Regions from separate parts of the Sus scrofa genome. Here region 1 is linked to region 2. The links are chromatin contacts, called in public Hi-C maps. All regions are on one chromosome and are shown on one strand. Each heading gives the region's core, a stretch centred on a gene start, on an enhancer-like site or on the middle of the called end of the contact. The rest is flanking DNA. Distances are from core to core; before and after follow the strand shown.

Region 1 (4,684 bases), core at 1,457-3,956, 300 kb after region 2:
GTTGTTGTGAGCTCTGGTGTAGGTTGCAAATGCGGCTCGGATTCCTTGTTGCTGTGGTGTAGGCCGGTGGCTACAGCTCAGATTAGACCCCTAGCCTGTGGATGCTGCCCTAGAGAAGACCAAAAAAAAAAAAAAAGAGCTTTTCCTCAGAAGAGGAAATAGAAGAAAATCCAAGTCATCTAAGATCTGGAAGAGCATTTGCTATCACTTTGCCCATTGTCATCATTTTAACATGTTCCATATTTGGAGGGCAGAACCAGAGCCGGTAGATTAAAATCATAGATATATAGACTTCTATTGAAGAGTTAATTTTGACAACTATATATTTAAAAAGAGTAGGCAGCTTGCGAATAGCTGGTTTTTGCTTATATAGAAGCATGGAGAATCTGGATAGCTCCCTGCTAGGAATGTTGTGCTACCTGAAGCTGAACTTTTTTCTAGCCTTCTGGATTACTTAAGAACTACATTTTACTCTCAGGTGCTTACTTTTATTACACTGTATGTTATTAGTTAATTGCCAGTGATAATGAAGTAATGCTCTGTTCCTACAGTTTTTCAGTGTTGTGATAGAAATGAATTTTCACAATTTTGACTGCTGCCATGTTCTTTTTTGACATGCCAAATCTTTGAATGAAAATGTACTATTAGCGGTAAGACTAATCAAAGTATGTTACTTTACATTTTTATGAAGATTTAGGATTCCTGTTGCTTGGACCATGACAGTATTGAAAATTATGAATTGATTATTGTTAAAAATGAAGAGGATTAAATGGAAACATTATAGAGTACTGATGAATAACTGGACTGTCTGAAGCAGTGTAAAACTGGAAGAACATCCTTAAACTAAATTTTCTGTGTTCTAGGTTTTAAACCAACTCTTAAGTGATTGACAAGAGTCAAGACAGCTCTTTGTGAACATGATTATATTGGAAAACAAAATCAGGCAGCAATTCACTTTTTTGCTTTTACAGAGGTCTAAATATTTTTGTTCAAAAATTGTATGAGTAGCTAATAAACACATAAGACCTCTGGATTGAAACACTACTACAATAACTGTCCTACTGTTTCTTTTATATAAGTTATTTAAAGGTTTGAATAAAGTAAATCCTGCTTTTAGACTTAAAAACGGTTAACTTAGATTTTGTAATTTTAATATATCACAAGTAAATAGCAATTTATATAGAGTAGGTATAGATAGGTAGCTCTCTTACATAATCATTTCCATTATCAATATAAAAAGCAGGAGACTTTCAGGACAATTTAATTTGAAATATGATTTTAATATCAAGGAAAATCTTGATCTTAGTGTCATAATATTTAAAAATTTTAAATAAACAAGTGTAAAGTTTTAATGAACCTTTAAGAGGTAGTTGATCTCTTAAATAGTGCTGGTTGGTTTAAGTGTACTGCATTCTACTACCCCTGAGAGGTTTCAAGCATAGGCAACAGAACAGAAGGAAAAAGGCTCTAAGTATTTTTCTTTCTTTTTGGAATGTAAAACTTCTGGGCATGTGCATCCCAACCTGGATATCCCCTTTTCATGAGATCCTATGGTTAGGGTTGGAGAGGCTATTATTGAAAGTCCAACAGATAGCACTCTTCAAAAGTGCTGGAGGTACAGAATGGGTCAAAAAGTTCCTATTCTGGAGTTTAGTTAGGCAACAGGTGGAGCATAAATATACATGATCCAAGTGCTATACAGAAAAATCAAGGGAAGGGGAGAGAGAGATGCTATTTATATATGGTGCTCAGGGAAATCCTCTCTGAAGTCTCCACTAGAATGTAAGCTCCAGGAAGTCAGGGACCTTAGCTGCCTTGCTCATTGCATTCCTTTTGCTCAGAAGGATGCGGGGCACATAGTAGACATTCATTGTAGTTGAATGAATTAAATGTGGGCACAGAGAAATCAGTTGAAAAATCCTCCAGTTTGTTAATTGTGAGGGTGAGCAGCAGATACAGCTGATCTTAATTATGTCACTCTAATGCAGTTTCGCTGAAATACGAGAAGCAGTACTATTGTCTAGTTTGAAGCCACTAACCTCAAATAAGGTATCACCTGTCATGAGTCGGTCGTCACTTTTGGCATCCTCTACTAAACCAGGTCAGCGTTCGGTCCATATTTGGCAGCATGGATAACCGAGAACGATTCGTCAATGAGCATTCTAAGTATGGCAATGCTGCAGATTCATCGATGACAGCGTTTAACTTCTGTTAATCCCAGAAGCATATAATAGATGTTCGCTGAATGGATGAATGAATATGAAACAGTAATCGTGACTCTCCACGAGAAGCAGACTTGGGAGAGCGGTCCCACTTCCAGTCTGGAGATAGGGGATGACATACTCTTCCCGCCAAGACATGTGGGGGGCAAGAAACCCGGTTTGCGATCCTGACCCCGAGGACCATAATCTCTCCCAACCGCCGAACCGTAGCCTGGAGCCTTCATGAGCGCGGGGGAGTTCTAAAGGCGCGTCAAGGGCCTGCGTCACCAGCTTGCGTCACCAGGCCCGCGCGCCCCGCCCCGCCCACCCGCCGGCTGTAGGTCTCCACTGGCTGCCTCGTTGGAGGCCCGCCCTCTTGAAGGAGAAGGAAACCCCGGTAGCCGGTCTAAATAATCTTAACTAACCATTTCTTAACCAATCACTAGCAGCGATCTTCAGCCTTATCCAATGAGATCGGGCACCCGTCGCGGCCCGCGGAGTTTAATTTTCCTCCAGGAACGCGGAAGTAGCGAGCGGGTCGTGGAGCCGAAGTACAGTTTGAGAGACTCCCGGGAGGGGGCTGCTCCTCCCGCAGAGTTAACGCTGCCGAGCAAGGGGGCTCCAGGGCCGAGCCCCGGGCTAGCGAGGCGCCGTTACCGCCCGTGGCCCGCAAGCTGAGGTGCGCGGGCGAGCGCGCTTCGACGTCTGAAAGCTCCTGGACCAGGACGAGTGCATGTCAGGCCTCGTCCTCTGCGGATTCCGCGGGAGGTTCCTTAACCATTTCAGCTTGAAGTTCCGGTGTTTGCCGGGAGGCTGGGCTTCGGAGGGAGGTGAGTCCGGTGACCTTGCTGAGTTTGGAGAGACCCGAAGGACGCTTGGGGCCAAAGCGTGTGACATGACTGGGCACTAGTCTCGGCCTGTTATTCAGTAGTTGGGTGACTAAGTCACGTCATCTATCTGGGGTTCATATTCCTTCTTTAAAGTGAGCGTGTGGGATGGGTGGTACTCTGATAAGTTAATGAGGAAGAGTTGCCTTTCATTTTGTCAAAGCCTTGAATTACTCCTTGCCTACTTTCAAGGATGGGCTGAACTCATCGCTTTTCCTAAGAGTCTCAACTCAAAGCTTTCGGGGAGAGCGTCTCTATTGTAATTAACCTGAAGGCTTCCCTGCTGTTTCCAATCTATCGTTGATTATTAACTAGGTCCCTTCAGAGGCTCAAAAAAAAAAAAAAGAAATCCTATGAATTTTTTAATGCATCTTAACTGATAAATTGAAGTTTCTCTTCCCAGCCCTTCCCCATTCATATTCTCTCTTCTCATCAAAATATTGCTGGACAGAGAAATTAGTTGATGGTGTAATGTGTAACGAAAGAATTTTCCCACAATTTGTGCGACAATTGTTTATCCAGTAATAATTAAAATTTCTTTTTCCCTGAAGGTATCAAGAAACTGATAATGTTTCCTTGAATTTGCTTCTGTCTTTGCTTCATCAATGTCCTTCATATTGAGTATTTTAAGAGTGATGCTGGAATATTTTGGTGTTCCCATAAACCAGGTAAATGTCTTTTAATGGATTTGAATGAACCTGTTGTATTTGTTTTGGGTCTCACTTTGGGACTAATGTATATGTCAACATTCAAGGCAAAATTGTTACATCTCAATAGGTGTAATGGAGGTGAGTTTGCAATAGTGTAGCTTCCATAGTCTGAGTTAAAAAAGGAGGTAAGATTATTAGGAACCTGTTTACTTGTTAGGTCAAATGGCAACAGAAGATACAAAGGAAGATGCAAAAGATAGACAAAACCTTCATAGGTAAAATATTTTAAAAACTTACATAGAATGGTGAGTTATAGTTCAACAAATTCAGAATAAATCTTAAGGAGAGAGATTTACTTAGGTGTGAGAATTATAAACAAATCAGATTCTGCCTATTGAGTAGCTACTACATCCAAGACAATATGCATGGTTCTGTGGGTGATGCAGAGTAGCAATGCATGGTTCTTGTATTCGTGATGCTTAAAATATAGTAGGAGGTATAAGAAACATAAACAGATACCCATAATACAAGTCTGAACGTAAGAGGGGGCTTACAGAATGGGCAAATCATTGCTATTTGGTGTGGTGAATTAGAGGAGACTAGTCCAGGATAATGCAGAGATTTTAAAAGTGAGTTGAAGAATGATGGGGCCATTAATATAAATAAGCAACTCAATATGAGAAACTAGTTTAAATAGGGAGATAATGGGAGTCAGATGTGCTGTTAGAATATATAAATACAAATGTCCTGCAGGTATATGGGTTCTACACTGTAGGAAAGAAAAGAGATTGAGATTTGGAGTTAATCCACATTCTTTTGATATTGGAAGCCATGGACTTGATGACAAAATAGAAGATGTCACTGGATGGTTTTGAAGCATTTTGAATTTCAGAATTGAAGAGATTAAAAATAACAAGGACTGAGTGATAGTTGAAGATTTGTTTCT
Region 2 (4,633 bases), core at 576-3,075:
AGGACAGATGGCTTCTGTGTTCTAAGCAAAGTACAACATGAAGTACAACGTGGTGGTGTGTGACATTTAGCAGATGTCACCCATTCCCGCAATCCCACACTCCATTCCCGCAATCCCGCACTCCATTCCCGCAATCCCGCACTCCTGCAACAGGCCACCCTGTTCCAGACACCGCGTGAGGTTTGGAATGCAAAGTCTGTACAGGGACCTTTGTGCAGAATTTCGTTATGTTTCCTACTCATTTATTTTTGTATAACTTTTGACAAGCTGATACATAAGTTATCAAAAGAATGGGAGAGGGATAAATGTACACAAAACCAAAAACCACACATACACAAATGCAAACACCGATAACTCTGTCTTCACTTTTTGATGGAGGTGATAGGGATGTCAAAGAAAGAACTCACTGGTTTAAGAAGATGGTATACCAGAAGGCTGAAAACAAATTGCTTCCTTTTCCCTAGGTTCTTCCAGAGAACTCTATGCTCTAAATTCAGCCAAGAGTCTTTCTGATGATCCCAGGAAAGTGTCTTAAACTCTCATGGCTTAAGTAGTAAAAAAATATCTTCGCTTGAGCCCAAGCTGAGGTCTAAAACTACTTCTACCCACGTGGTGGTTTATTTGTATTGATTAGAAGTGTGATAAGAGTGATCTGAATGCAATTTAGGAAGACCATGGGCTAAAGGATCAGTTTACCTAATCTGTTGTAGAAAAGGAACTAAGGGAAAATCTGTAACTACAAACATAACTACAGCAGAAGTGTCCTTAATCAAAGCCTCTACCTAGTTAGCCAGTGACCCAGTGAACCAAATAAAGCCAGGCCACTCCCGGGCTCAGAGTGGCAGGATTTGTAGGCACGGATGTGAGAACTGTCACCCTAGCAAGAAATCCAACACTTCTCAGACACGCTTGGGTGTCCATTAGATTCTGCTAAAGTCCTTGAGAGGCTTTTGAACTGTTGGGAGCTTGCTGGTTGTGTTCAGCCAACCGAGGCCGTGGGAGTGCAGTTCTGTGTAACCAGGCAGAACTGATCGCTGCTTGATTTTGTTCCTTTATGTTTCCATTTATACAGGCTACTTTTTCCCCCCTCAGCATTTTGTTGCTTAACATTTATTTGCTTGTTAGAGCAGAAACTGGTTTCTCCGCAGCGAATAATCTGTTTCTCTACAAAATGAAAAGGTTGCTACCTTTTGCTTTTTTCCTGGTCTTCCGGAGCAAGTCTGAAGTCACAAGGTAATTGCTAATCGACAAGCAAGAATAAGAAAAGCAACTTCACTGGGCACGAGTTTCACTAAATTGTACGCTCTGCGGCTCCAGAATCAGAAGCCTCGGGAAGATACAGGTCATCATCAGTAGTGTCCTAAAACGCAGATCAAGACTGGATCCCCGAGTAGAATCTGGCCTGTGTACTTCGGCTTTCCACGTGGCATCATACTCTGGCAGTTGGGACCATGAACCCCGGCCCTGGCGAAACTAACACTGACCTGGCCACTTCAGAGCTCAGAGCGGAACAGAGCGTCTGGATGTTCTCGCCTCGCTTCGACTGATCCTCAGACCGTCCCAGTCCCTAGTGCCACCGACCCCCCTACCGACCTCCAGGAGCCGGCAGCGGGAACCAGAAGCTCACAGCCCAGGCGCCTAACTCTGCCAGCTGCTGTCTGGGCAAACCCAGGAGCGTCGGTCAGAGCGGCTGCCTCGCCGCACCTGCCCACCAGGGGGCACGCACGAGCGCCGGGCCCAGGCGACAGCAGGCTCGCGGGCGCTCGCTCCCTCCTCCCTCCGCCCTCCCCTGACGGCGCTCACCTGTCTGGGCCGCGGGCCCCGGGGGCGGGGGACCGGCGGGAGCCAAGCCGAGGAAGAGGGCGGAGCGGCTTTCCAGGCGCGTCATCGGAGCACCATGGCGGACCTGGGAGCTGGCGGCGACAGCCACAGGGGCGGCGACGGCGCTGCGCACAGCGAAACAGGTGACTGCGCCGCGGGGGCAGGCGGGGGTCTGGCGGGCGCGGGCGAGGGAGCGGTAAGCGGGGCCGGGGGGCTAGCGCGGGGCCCCGGCGCTCCCCTCCCCCGCCCGGCCGCGGCCGGGAACGGCCGCCCCGGCACGCCGCGCACCGGGCTCGGAGCGCGCCTGCCCTCCGCCGTCCGCAGCCGCGCGTCGGCCGCTTGGCCCGGGCGTCCAAGTCCGCCGGCGTCCGGCCCCAGTTCCGGCCGCCCCTCTTGCGCTCCTCTTCGACTTCCCAACAGGTGCAAACGCTCCAAGGAGCGCAGGAGAGAGGAGGAAATGGAGAAACGCTGGCCTCTCACCTCCCACTTGCCGGGTTGGGTCTAATTCAGTTGAATGGGAAAATCGTATCCCCGAACCAAACCACCAGCCGGAAAAATCCTAGGCCAGGTGCTCCCCGCAGGGTTATCCGTTTCCGCGCAAACCCTCCCGCCTTAACCTGCACACTACGTGCTGGGGTCGCCCGACGCCAGTGGCGCAGCCTCGCGCTCGGTCGGGTGCGATGGTCCCGCGTGAGCAGCGCCCGCTCGCCGCCCGGGAGTCCGCAGTTAACCACCCGCTGAGATCGGGGGGTCGGGAGGCTGGGGGCTGCTTGTCGGAAGCTGGGCAACTGCGGGTGCTGCTGGGCGCTCAGAGATTGGCTGACTTGGAAGGGCCCTCTGCGTTGATGTTTTTAGTCCGTTTACCAACCCAATCTGATCAGGGCGCTGCAGTGTTGAAGACCCCCCTCTCCTCGCAGCCTCCACCCCGCGGTCAGGGGCAGGAGCTCAAATCTCCAAGAGCATTAAGTCCTCCCCTCCCCCATCTTATTATATGTAGACGTTTTTCCCCCTCGAGATACGGTTTTGTTTTTGTTAGGTTGGTTTTTTTTTTTTTTCCTTGAGACCGTCTTGCAGATCTACCCCTCTCTCCCAGTCCTCTCTTCTATTCTTGGCCAGTAAATTGTTTCTGATACCTTCCTACACTTGGAATGGGGGCGGTGAGGCTGTTTCTTATTTTAAAAAGAAACTCAAATTGCAGCCTCTCCAGTGGTATTGTATTTTTCTGCTCACATATAATCGGGAACAATTGTTTCCTAGATGTAAAATTCCTCCCACCCTCAAAAACAGTGTTAATTTAAATGGTATGCTTATTTTAACGTGAAAGGTTCAGACAAGCTATAACAGTATTTTCAAATGATGCATCTGTTCTGCTAGGTTGTTTGGGCACCTAAAGTCTAATGACTTAATCCCTCCAGCCAAAATACCTGAGGTTAAGACAAGGCATCTTGAACTTGTTTACTTGAAGTCACCCTACTTCCTGTAGGGTGGTTTATTTCGTCTTAATGTGCTGGAAAGATTGGCAGGTCATTATTTTGGTTTGGGGTGGGGAAGGGGTAATCAGGAGGACATGCCTTTGTAATTGTTTTGGGGAACTTGATAAACTGGGCGCTGAGGGTTAGGCTCCCCAAGTTGAGGAGAGCGGAAGAAGGGCAGCACCCACACTGAAAATATAAATTGGTTTGGTGCCTAATCCCCACAAAGAAGAAGAAAAAAAAAATACTTCTGAAACAAAATTGTTCCGGTGAGTTAATACGCAGCGATTTATGCGCCAAAACAAACAAACACTTGCTAGAATCCGCACATGAACAAGTTGTTCAGATGTAAATGAACTACATCTAGCTTATTCAGTGCCTGAGCATATTAACGAACAAATTGGTCATGCTTCTGACAACCTAGAAATCAGTTGAGTGGCCATCAGTGAAATATTTCCTTTATGAAGAAGGGAATTTAATTTAATTGGCTACCATCTCCATCATCGTAAACAATTCTTCCACATCTCTGCCTGGAAACTTCTGTTTCCAAGGGGCAAATTTTATATATGGTTTTTTGAATAATTGTACTTTATAATTTAACTAAGACAGTTCTGACATGTCTTTTTCCTATGTTTCTTGTTTTTTTCGAGCCCTGGATTATGCAATATTTTTGGTGCTCAGAGCACCTATGTGAGCAGGTGCTGAAGAAAGAAGAAAGATGAATATTATATATTTAAATCTAGCAATATTTTGAATGAATAAATTAGGATTTCTTGAATTATAACAACTTCAACTTATGAGGTTTTCCATGTATTTAGAACAGGTGGCCTATACCTGAATTATCAGACTTCATTGTGGTACTTTATTCTTATGGACATTTCACATTGTAACATCCAAATGCTGCAAGTCATTATTTTTTTAAACAACCACAGGATTGTATTGAGGTGGGTTTTTTTTGGGGGGGGTTACTGTCTTTTATCATCAAGCGGTGAAAATTGCCACTTCAGATGGCAACATTTGTTGAGGAATTCATTTTATTCCCTTTTTTAGAACTGGTTATTTGAAGGTAGGGCCTTTTCTTAAACGTCTCTCAGTTTTTCTGTCCCTGTGCAAAGATCTTGGTATAATTTTAGGGCAATTTCGATTAGAATCTCAAGAGACTATAAAAATAACACCTGTAATGTGATCATAATTATATATATATGTACGTGTGTGTATCAAAGACGGTTGAAAATTGGTGGTAATACCACCTGTAAAATGAGAACTTGTTAGAATATTTAAAGGTACTATATAAAAATCATGTTTCCTTGAACATATAAAAACTATTTCTGTCAGCATAT

Evidence for each region. A called contact is a pair of places that touch in the nucleus more often than the background predicts.
Region 1: a Hi-C map of retroperitoneal adipose tissue shows a contact between it and region 2, with 1.9 times the contacts expected there. The contact joins the promoter of MTFR2 here to the promoter of MAP7 in region 2. A contact is called at or near these places in 1 of 5 promoter capture datasets (liver) and 3 of 47 Hi-C or Micro-C datasets (embryonic fibroblasts, fetal liver and retroperitoneal adipose tissue).

What each region holds. Positions count from the first base shown.
Region 1 is chr1:27,906,083-27,910,766 of Sscrofa11.1, forward strand. It overlaps MTFR2 (mitochondrial fission regulator 2), which reads left to right and starts at 2,707. Exons shown (of 7, transcript NM_001190176.1): 1 at 2,707-3,031; 2 at 3,640-3,756. The coding sequence starts at 3,694.
Region 2 is chr1:27,604,198-27,608,830 of Sscrofa11.1, forward strand. MAP7 (ensconsin) reads left to right here and starts at 1,826. Exons shown (of 17, transcript XM_021072662.1): 1 at 1,826-1,964. The coding sequence starts at 1,898.